Regions from separate parts of the Zea mays genome. Here all the other regions are linked to region 3. A link is a contact called in public Hi-C data. All regions are on one chromosome and are shown on one strand. Each heading gives the region's core, a stretch centred on a gene start, on an enhancer-like site or on the middle of the called end of the contact. The rest is flanking DNA. Distances are from core to core; before and after follow the strand shown.

Evidence for each region. Hi-C and Micro-C count contacts between places; a contact is called where the count stands out from the background.
Region 1: a Hi-C map of ear shows a contact between it and region 3, with 4 times the contacts expected there. The contact joins the promoter of LOC103654746 here to the promoter of LOC100277894 in region 3. A contact is called at or near these places in 4 of 25 Hi-C or Micro-C datasets (ear, leaf and tassel).
Region 2: a contact with region 3 is called in a Hi-C map of tassel, with 2.0 times the contacts expected there. The contact joins the promoter of LOC100191644 here to the promoter of LOC100277894 in region 3. A contact is called at or near these places in 3 of 25 Hi-C or Micro-C datasets (ear, leaf and tassel).

Annotation. Positions count from the first base shown.
Region 1 is chr4:235,036,523-235,040,084 of Zm-B73-REFERENCE-NAM-5.0, forward strand. LOC103654746 (basic leucine zipper 19) reads right to left here and starts at 2,163. Exons shown (of 4, transcript XM_008681571.4): 1 at 931-2,163; 2 at 136-226. The coding sequence starts at 1,322.
Region 2 is chr4:235,627,689-235,631,607 of Zm-B73-REFERENCE-NAM-5.0, forward strand. LOC100191644 reads left to right here and starts at 2,439. Exons shown (of 10, transcript NM_001137073.1): 1 at 2,439-3,037; 2 at 3,642-3,755; 3 at 3,849-3,893. The coding sequence starts at 2,540.
Region 3 is chr4:235,358,030-235,361,548 of Zm-B73-REFERENCE-NAM-5.0, forward strand. It overlaps LOC100277894, which reads left to right and starts at 1,285. Exons shown (of 4, transcript NM_001361302.1): 1 at 1,285-1,423; 2 at 1,548-1,735; 3 at 1,846-1,999; 4 at 3,469-3,519. The coding sequence starts at 1,346.

The DNA of each region.
Region 1 (3,562 bases), core at 913-3,412, 320 kb before region 3:
CAGAGAGAAACCGGGTCTCAGAATGAATGGCTCAAGAGCTGCTGGGTGCCTGTGTGGCTGTGTTGTGGGGGTGCATCGTCCATGACCACCATGAGCTAGCACAAAGAGAGAAGACAAGCGGTCTCACACTCTCACCTGGAGACTGGTGACGCTCCGTTCAAGCTCCGAGATGTACTGCAGCTTCCTCACTCGTGACCTCTGAGCCGACTGCCTGTTTGCCAATATCCTGAAACCCAAGGAACAGAAAACGATCGATCGCTACTCAGTCAGCTATGTTACGTATGAGCTATGACTATTTATTAATTAAGAAACTAAGCACGAGTGATACATGTGGATGTGGATCAAAAACATGTTTATGTTCCTTCATTTCAATATATATAAAAACAGATTGGCAAGTATCCAAGCGAATCCATTTGTTCCTGCTTCAAAGACTTAGTGCAAATAAACTACGTGAAACTTCCATAATCGATGTTCGCTGTGGAGACATCACGAATAAATCTGCACTATGTAGTATGTACGGTCGAAAATAAATGCAAATTTTAAGAGCAAAAAAATTTGAAAGTTCAATATATGGTGAAAGCTAACCTCACACTTTCCTTTATCTCTCTCTTTCTTTCTCTAGGAAGCTTGAAAGCTGACTTAACTATTACTGGGGGCTCCATAAGTAAATTGTAATGCAGCGGTCTGCGGCTATTCTAATTTGAAATGTTAATCTAAGAGACGAACAGAAAAAATGGCAAATTAAAGGCACTATCGTAGTCCTGAGACCGCAGTCCTCCAAAAGTAGGAACCTTGATTGAATAAATAAAAAAAAAACTACTGTTTCACCATGGTAGATCGGATCGGTAGTCGAAAAAGATGGTTACTTAAAATGTACTAGCGGAGCCACCACTCACCACCCCACTAGGCAAGCTGCAAGTCGCAACTAACCTCTTGACCCTTTTGGGCTCAGCGACGCCGTCCGCGGCAGCCGGCGACGAGTCCGCCACCCCGTCGTCCGCACCCGCACCCCCCGCGTCCATGAGCTGCGCCCTCTCCCCGGCGCTGCCGGAGACGGAGACGGAGACGGAGACGTCGACGTCGGAGAACATGGACAGGAGCTGGTCGTGGTCGAGGCGGTCGAAGTCGTCGCCGCCGCCGCCGCCGCCGCCAATGACGACGTCGTCGTCAATGGGCACGGCCTCGAGGAACGCGGCCGAGTCGCTCGCGGAGCGGCGGTGCGCGCCGCGCCTGGCCGCGGCGAAGCCCAGGAACTCCCCCGCCGCCGGCGGCCAGTGGTCCTGCGGCGCGGCGCTCGGCGCCCGCGGCGGCAGTTGCGCCATCACCTTTTTCTTCTGAGGTGTGGGGAGTGGAGCTCGCAGCTCGGCCTTCTTGGCACCGCCGCTGGCTGCTCGGCTGACTGGGAACTTGCGGGATGCGAAGCTGGATGGTGGAGTGCTCGACTGCTGCCTTTGCTAGCTGTGTTGGAGATGTATGTATATAGTTATTAGTGTGTGTGTATGTATATGGTTATTGGTTGCAAGAACGCAGTGTAGGTGGAGATGCATAGGTGCACATGCATGGGGGGCCTGGCGGTGGTGGGGCAAATCACAGTGCACTTGCAATGCATTAGTTCGTGATAGAGACTGCATCTGCATCTGCATGCTTTGGTGACAGCCTTTAGAGGCTGTTTGTCTTGCAGCATCACGCATGTGTTTAGGGCTATGCATATCAAGATCCAAGAGATCTGGTAGGTTAGGTGGTTTAGAGCACAGTCCCAACCCTACACGTCATCCAGTTTTTATAGCATTAATTCAGCTGTTGCATAGATATTAAAAGATGATATGGCAAGCAATGATATAGCAAGCAATTAAATGAAGAAAGATTAAGAAACTGGATCTTGCATAAGACTTGGTTTCAACACGAAGATGAGTATTAAAGTCAGTTAAATAATATTGATTTGCATTGGAGAGTTAGTGTCTAACAGTAGTTTCTAGATGATGTGGAGCCTATAAAAACTCTTGGGTTGAGACTGCTCTTAGTAGGAGTACTCTACTACCATGTCTAGGGCAATAATTTCATATTTGTTTCCTAGTAGGCAAAACGAACTGCTCCTAGCTAACCTTTGTACTGGCATTGTTTCATGACTCTTGAGCTAAGATTTGTACTAACGCTGAGATTGACTACTACCATGTGAGCTGTTGGTGCTTTGTTGCATTGCTGTGGATTTGGTGACGATGCATGTAGCTAGCTCCCTAGCCTTATGATTAGTTATCCAAAGGTACAGTAATTAGGTATCTGTGCAAAGTTAGTTAGTTAGGTAGCTAGCTAGGTACCTAGGGAGGGTCCATTTGTTTGTTTTGATTTATTACTGGAGAAAAAGGGTGGCAAGTAGGAGAGGAGCAAGGGTGGATGGAGACGAGGGAGATCACATGATGAGAGGAGGAGGGGGCGGCGAGGCAGCAGACAGCTAGAGACAGCTAAGCGATCGAGAGGCTGTGGCCTGTGGAGTGCATTATACACGGATACACCCACATGATGAGTAGAAATGAAAAATAGGTTGATAGATAGATGGATAGACATGAACCAGTACTAGCAGTAGTACTTGTAAATTTTTTCGCCCACTAGTTAGTTATGGAGCTGCAGCTGGCCCTGGCTTCTGGTTCTGGGTTTCAGACATTACAGTGGTAGACTTGTTGAGCAGCTCGTCAGCTGGGAATGGGGGCAGGGGGCTTGGCAGATGCAGAGCATCTCGACACCACGTGTTGGACGCCGGGACCAGACTACCAGAGACAGATAGGTTGTGGTCACTTGCTCGTCGTCTGCCATGCTACTTGCAGTAGTGCAAATTCGGCATCCATTTAGATTTCAGATCCAGATTCTAGCATGGATATACTACTACTACTAATATAGAAAGAATCCTTTAATAATAATGGTAAAATTGCCTTTAGTACCTGGACAATGCACAATAAATAATTGAAGACACTATTTTTGTTAGTGTCAATCGCACTATCCGTTAAAAGAACTATTTAGTATTGATTAGTGGCTCTAATCAGTATTTAAAATTTTTGAATATATATATAAAGAAATAAGGCTATGGTCTAACAATTTTTCGTGTAAAATAAGTCATGGGTGGTACTGGATTGCCGACGGGACAATCGACTCGTCGTCCACTCTCACTCTGTCTTAGGTGCGAGAAGGAGCACGAGCTCGAGCCTAACCATATGACCTCGGAAGGACAGCTCGAATCATCGTATAGTCGCATACAGCAACTCTAGGTTAGTGCTTTTGTAACTCGTCATTCCTTGAGTTATATACCTTTTCTTTGAGTTATTATAAAATTGGGTTGAAATATTACATGCCCAGCTAGAAGAAGAGAGGAGGGAACAGCAGGAGATGGAGTCGAGGATGATAGCGGAGCGGAAGGCCCACTTGGCAGATCAGCAGAGGATGGCGGAGATGTTTCGTTACATAGAGAGCCTTGGTGCCGCATATGGTTTTGCTCCACTGCCTCCGTTATTCCCTCCAGTTGACCCTGCGCAGTTCTATACTCATGTGAGTATAAAAATTCTAGTCCTGCATG
Region 2 (3,919 bases), core at 1,189-3,688, 270 kb after region 3:
GAAGGCCCCCAACAAAAGAGAAATTCTTCTCTCACTTGATAGAGATTGAGGAAGAGGGGGAATCATTGGATGAACTCAGGGAGGCGACATATACACCAAATATTCAGGGGGTGAAGGATCGAGTGATCTATCAGAGCACGCCTTAGATCTTGTTCCAAACCTCTAAAATTAACAGTTAGTAGCTAATATTAGCTGAGAGGTTTAGAAGGGATCAACTAATAGAGCAACTAATTATTAGTTATACCTATCAAATAGCTATTAATTGTTAGCCCTAGCTAATAACTTATTAACTGGTTAACAATTAGCTGTAGAGGTCTAGACCGGGGCCATAGAAGCATAGGACAGATTCCTATCCTTCGGGCTAAAGTTTAATCGAGGTTTTAAATACTAAATAAAATGACTAAACATGCTCTAATTATAAAATAATTACACATGTCATGGCTAATTCGCGAGACGAATTTATTAAGCCTAACCGATTCATGATTAACACATATTATATTTTACTATAGTTAAAACATGTTAATTATGCATTAATTAGACATAATAAACCCATCTCGCGAATTAGCTATAATTTATGCAATTAGCTTTATAATTAATTAGCGTATGTTTAGTCCTCTTATTGGCATGCATAACATAGACTAAACTTTAGTTTAGAGAAACCAAAGACCGTTTAAATTAATTATTTTATTTATTATCAGGAGGTGCTCCCTAATCGTCTGTTGGATCAAGAATAGCAGGTAAACTGCTTCCGCTGTTCATACCGCGCCTGTTCTACGGAATGCAGTAAAATACGCGGGCGGCGGGCCCATAGGACAGCGATTGGTTGATATATTATATGATATTTTATTTTATTTTAAACCCCGCCTGAGATCGGGTTTCCAGTATGTTCCTGCTCTGTTCACGTTTTCGTGTCCCACAACAGCCCAGAGTCTTCTTCTGAAAATGAAAAAAAAAGATTTCCCTGCTGTTGTGTTGCCCTTTCACTCACGTGCTCAATTTGACGACCACAGATTGGCTGCGTCCATAAACTCTGTACTCTGTAGCAATCTCACAGCACGACTCTCCCGGGAGTGATTGGCACGATATAAGGGGTTAGCTAATTCATGGTGAACAAAATATCGTATAATATTATCAAATTTAAACACTCGACATGAAATAAATTTTTAGTTTTTTAGTAAATTATTCAGTTTCATGAGTCTATTTTCTAGCTAATTAATATATTAAACTAAAGTTATGGTATATTAACAATACCAAAATAATAAAGACGATATAATAATGAATGTCTGGTTGATGAGATTCAACTTTTATATAATGACTCTAGTATTTATGAGATGGCTAACAAAATTTTAAGAGAATTCAAAAAAAAATCAAGTAACCTTGAAGATCCATGAAAATTTGTTAACTAGCACAGGTACATATCAAATTCGTCGTGTACACGATGACAACTTTAGTTGAAATTTGTAAATTTTATTATTAGCGACAGATTTGATATTTTACAGAGCACGTCGACTTTTTTTAATAAATTATTTTATTTTAATCAACGAAAAACTATAATTCATACATCATCTATCCCCCCTATATACACACACATGCACACACGAGAGGGTTAGGGGGCCAAACATTTTAGTTCTCTTCCTGTTTTAAAATAATTGATTTAGATTATAAGATATTTGGTTTTTATAGATAGTTCTATTTCCGTTCAAAAAAGAGTTGATGATTTTTTTTAAAGTTTAGATAGTTTATTTATTATAAAATATTAGCAACATTTACTCCCTCCCATCTCCGCTCTAGTGCTCTAATACCATAGGAGGTAAGCGAAAATTAGCCGTCCCGTTTGGATTGCTAACGGACACACATTTGGAGGTAAGTGCCCATATGAACACAGAGTCTCTGTAAACATAAGATCAGTTTCCATAATTATATTATTTATCGAAATTTGGTCATAAATATCCAGAATAACAAATGACATGCATGTAAAACATATTTTCCTTGAACTAAAAAATATCCAGAATTTAGACACACATGCACACCCAAGAATGCAGGTGGCGTGGTGAGGAGGAGATGCAGCCGCAGGCAGTCAAAGACAGACTGTTGCTGCTGTAATGCAGATTCCTGAGATCAAAGAGGGATCGCCGTCCTAAATTTAGACACAGGAGATCCGGGAGAGGCGTGGACTGCCTGCGCCAAGACCAAGTGGATGGGAACAAGGCCGTGACGTGCCTCTCCTCCACTCCACGCCTCTGACCGATTCTCTCTCGCCAACTACCCTCTCAAAACGGCTTCACTCTCCCCTTTTTATTTCCCATCGTTTCCCTTGCCCCCCGCCGTATCTGCAGTTCTCGACCTCTCCTCCTACCTCCTCTTCACTCCCCCCCCCCCCCCCCCCCCCCCCCCCCCCCCCTCCCTCCCTCTTGCATCACTATCACCACCAACAACAAGGCTAACGCACACCAATCCAACAAGGAGAACAAAAAACAATTAATCGTGTTTTGAGCTTTTGATATCATCTCGTTCCAGTTAAGTGCGTGAAGAGGCAATAATGGTGGCAGTGGAGGTTGTGCCGGCGTCCGCGGAGTCCCCGATTCCGATCGAGGCTAAGGCCGCGGTGACGTCGGAGGCGGAGGCGGAGGCCGAGGGCGAAGTGGAGGCGGAGATGAAGGGTGATGCGGCAGCTACGGCGGGAGAAACGGAGGAGGAGGAGGAGGAGGAGGAGAAGGTGTACAAGAGCGACCTGAAGAAGCTGGAGAACCTCATGTCCAAGCTTAACCCCTGCGCGCAGGAGTTCGTGCCGTCGTCGCGCCGCACGGCCCCAGCCGCCGTGGCGGCGGCGAAGCCGGCGGGAGGAAGGGTGCTCTCAGCCGACGCGCCCGTGTTCGTGTCCGCCGCCGAGTACTACGGCGCTGCCGGCGGGCACCTGGAGATAGGCGGCGGCGGCGGCGGCGGCAAAGTCGTCGTTGGCGGCGGGGGCAGGGACTCCAGCAGCGACGGATCCAGCAACGGCGGCGGCGGCGGCAGTCGCCACCAACCGAATCGCCGGGTCTGTGAGCTGTTAATTTTGCGTCTTTTACGGCTCTATCTAACACGTCTCGATTTGGGAGGTTTTGGTATTTGTCTGACCTTTCCCTCCTTCCTGTGATCGCTGGAAGATTTGGGTTGATCACTTCCTTCTTTCTTCTTCCTTTTCCTGTCGCTTTTCCCCCCCTCTTGTTTTATCTCTTGAAAAATCAAGTCTCCGAGCAGCGAGGGAGGGTTTATAATTTCGTTCTGTTTTTATGATTCTCCTCTAAATCATTTGCGGAATCATCTTATATATTACAAATATGATACAAAGAACCCCTCCCTTTATAAGGGAGAGAGTCGACGGCTCCATCTTGTTTGTTTCTTAAGAAACAATTTGATGGGTGCAAACCTGCTAACCAGATATCGACGAATGGTCGGTGCTAGTGGTACTACGGCAATTGCCAAGAACTTGATACGTGGATCCATGTGATAGCGATGGGCACTGTGCTTGATGCCAACTATTCGTCTCCGTGGGCCTCCCGTTTAGCTCTTTCACAACTTCCAGAACAAAAAAAATGTGTTCATTTAATAATTCTGGTGGTACGACGACAAATTGACTTTGCCCTCGTGATTGGCATCAGAGGAGGAACAGCTTCAACCACGGGAGGCGGAGGGGGGCCGGAGGCCGGCCCCGGCGGGGTGATAGGGAGGACAGCGTGCGGCGGACCGTCTACGTGTCCGACATTGATCAACATGTATGTGAGCTTAACTAGACAGCTGTGGTGGCCTTTTGCAGCGCCGATTCTGTGTCATCGCTGTCACATTATCTTCTTGTTACTGCTTTGCAGGTGACCGAGCAGAAGCTCGCTGAAGTGTTCTCCAACTGCGGGCGAGTGAGTCCTGTGGTTCTTTTGCCGAA
Region 3 (3,519 bases), core at 35-2,534:
ATGCAGTATCATGGCATAAAATGAAAGCTTGTGATTCAGAACTATGAGAAACATCCTGAGATGAAATGTCTAGAAAGGATTGTCTTTATGCAGCCTACAGGCCAGCAGGGGTTTGATTGTCAACAAATCTAAACAAGGTCATGTTAGGGAGGACATCATGACTTACTCTTGTTCCCCTTTTTCGGCACCAATGGCAAATCTCAAACAAAGCATTTCAAAGAGTTTAGCGATGCAGAGCGGGTGTTTTAGTAGAGCTTTTTTTTTTTGCTATTATAAATTTCATTCCAAGCGGCTTCTACGTAATAGTCCCTACAATTTGGAATTCGATAAAACAGTCTTTTCTACCGCGTTCAACCGTTACAATAGAATTATTAGTCAATTTAAACTATTTTTTCTCTTTTATGTTTTTAGCCACGTGAACAGACCATTTTGCCCCTGCTCTGTTTTAAGTTGCCTAATAATTCTATTGTGACGGTTGAACACGGTAGAAAGGGTCATTTTAAGGGGGTGTTTGGTTAGAGGGACTAAAGATTAGTCTCTAGTTTTTAGTCTCATTTAGTCCCTTTTTTGTCAAACACTAGGACTAAAATATGGACTAAAATGATTTAGTCTTTAGTCCTTCACATATGTGCTAAAATGGACTAAATCATATTAATTACACATTTACCCCTCATTTAGTTCAATTATACTAATAGCAGGAGAATGTTAAGAGTCATTTTAGTCTTCTTATGAGTCATTTAGTATATTCTTAGTATTTTTAGCCTCTAAAACCAAAAATGTTATGGACTAAATTTTAGTCCCTAAACTAAAGAAACCAAACATGACCTAACTAATCACAAATTGTTGCGACTATTATGTCGAAGCCGCTTAGAATGTGGTTTATAATAGCAAAAATACGCGTCTTAGTAATAGCTGGTCTAAGATGTCTCCATGCTGTTATTACAAAGAAAAATCAATATTTCTACCTCACTCATGAATGGGAAAAATAACTAGTAGCTAATTTACTAAAAATAGCTAATAACTGAATTATTAGCTAGAGTTTAGATGTCGCTAACTAATTTTAGCCATTAATTATTATCTCTAGAGCATTCAAAATTTGATAATTATTTAAAATGAAAATAGATAATTAGAAAAGAAATAGAAATTCTCTTGAAGGTTTTTTAGTTGTAGAGATAGAAAAGTCTTAGAATTGTTGATAGAGATATTATTTAAAATAAAAGTTGTATGTAGACAGTCTCTGATCGTGAGCGTCCGTTTCTGTCCAGACGGTCAAGCCGCGAACATTTCCCGCCCAATCAAACCCAAACCACCGCTCACCTCCGCTGACGGCCGCCAGCCCGCCACGATGGAGCTCTCCGCCGCCTTCGAGGAACGCGTCCGGCAGATGGAGGACGCCCGCAACCAACGCCTCGCCCTCCTCAACGTCTCCTACGACGCTCCCCTCCTCATCTCGAATTCCTTCATCTGCCTCCTCCCCGAAACCCTCCAAACCCTGACTCCGTGGCCTCACCGCGGCGCCCCTTTCCTCCCCTTGCCTTGATGCGCAGGCGGAGAAGGAGACCCAGGCCGCCAAGTCCCGTATTCTCTCGGCCAAGCTCGCCGCCACGCGCCGACTCGAGTGCCGCCGTCTCCTCCTCGAGCGCCGCGCCGCCGACCTCGCCTTCCGCGCCCTCGCCGCCCGCGCCGACATCGACGCCGCCCGCGCGCGCCGCCTCCTTGTCGCCCGCGACCTCAGGTAGCCAAAAGGCAGCCCATCTCACTTTCTCTCCCTCCACCCTGAAACAACTCAGGGCATTTCGTTTTTGGTTAATCTGCATGCTCTAATCGGGCGCGCAGCTCGGTAAGGGGTGAGATCGAGGAGGCTGAGAGGAGGGAACAAGGCTGGGACCGCTTCTACGAGGCCAAGAGGAAGGACATGGAGGAGTTCCAGACGGAGTCGCGGCGGTTCGAGGCGGAGACTCGCGAGGAAGTGCAGAGGCTGAGGGATTTGGTATCTCGAGTATGGTCCCCATACTTTACATCCATAAACTATTATCTATTGAGCTCATCACAGATTCACAGTTCAGCCTGGTTGCAACTAGTTGCTTGGCATCTGGGTGAAACTGGTAAATCGTTACTAATTCTGTTCGCTTGGGCTTGCTCAGATCAACCGGCAATAATAGGGTATAGGGCAGATGTGTTTAATATGCTTTGGTCTGATCTATACACTAGCCCGTCTTCTCGTCTAAAAACTAGCCAGTAGCCTGTAGTTTGTTGATTGATCTTTGTTGGCCTGCCCGATGGAAGGGACCACATGGGAAGCTGGAAGCTAGCTCTTGCCATCTAGTCAAATTGTTGCCTTGCCATTTAGTCAAATTGTTGCCTTGCCATTTCATTGCATTTCAGATGGACCGGATCAATGCGGGTGATAAATTCTTGGGCCATGGTTGTTGCCTCCTGAGAAGGATTTGAATTATTGTCAAGCCTGTGTTGGTCCGAACAAACATTGTGGCTTCACTATGCAAACAGAGCGAAAAAGAGCATGGTTATGAGTTATGACTTATGTGATGATCAGTAAAGGCTAACATGTATTTTATTTGGTCTATCCCTTACTAAATTATATGAACATTAACAGGTATGTCTTATGAACTTATGGTGTCAAATGATCTTCTGATAGATTCTAATGTATCTCTTATATGTGTGATGTTATCATCGAGAAGGATAGGGCGCTATTTATGGTTGTACTTGGATCATAAAGTTATTGTCGATACTAGATCTGTAAAAAGGAACGTTGCTGGGTAATTTTGTTCTATTTGCCCTAGGTAGCAAGAAATAGATGTTCATGGGAGCTGTGTGTGTACACACACATACATATATAACATCTTGGTGGATTCTCTGTCAGTCTACCTTATCATAGTAGCTATAACTTTACTCGCTGGATGCATGAAAACAATTCATGGAGAGTCATGGATCTTGGTCCGCACATGACCATTAACTTCACAAGCATCCAAATAACATTTATATGAATTTAAAAGACGGCCTGTCCAAATAACATTAATATGTATTTAAAAGATGAGCTATTCTTGTATATAAGAGTCTGCTCTCCTAAGAAATTTTTGATCGGGTCCATCTTGTTAGGTTTGCAGTGCAATAATTGAGCACAGCAGCGAGGAACTATCCCAAATGGCACACAGCTCAAGATCTACTGACCTGAGCCAACGAATAAAGAGCCATTGATCAAGATCCCACCAAGCACTTACACCTACATTGTTATTATTATTATTATTATTATTATTATTATTATTATTATTATTATTATTATTATTATTATTATTATTATTATTATTATTATTATTATTATTATTATTATTATTATTATTTGCATTGTTTGTGTCGCTGTGCATTCATATAGGACCGAATTACTGTTCTGCTGATGTTGTGAATTTGCATCTGCTTCTAATTAACGGACGGTTCCTGTAACTACTACAGCTGAAATCTACACTGCAAGAGCTGCAGAGCAGCGAGATGTACTCGAACAAC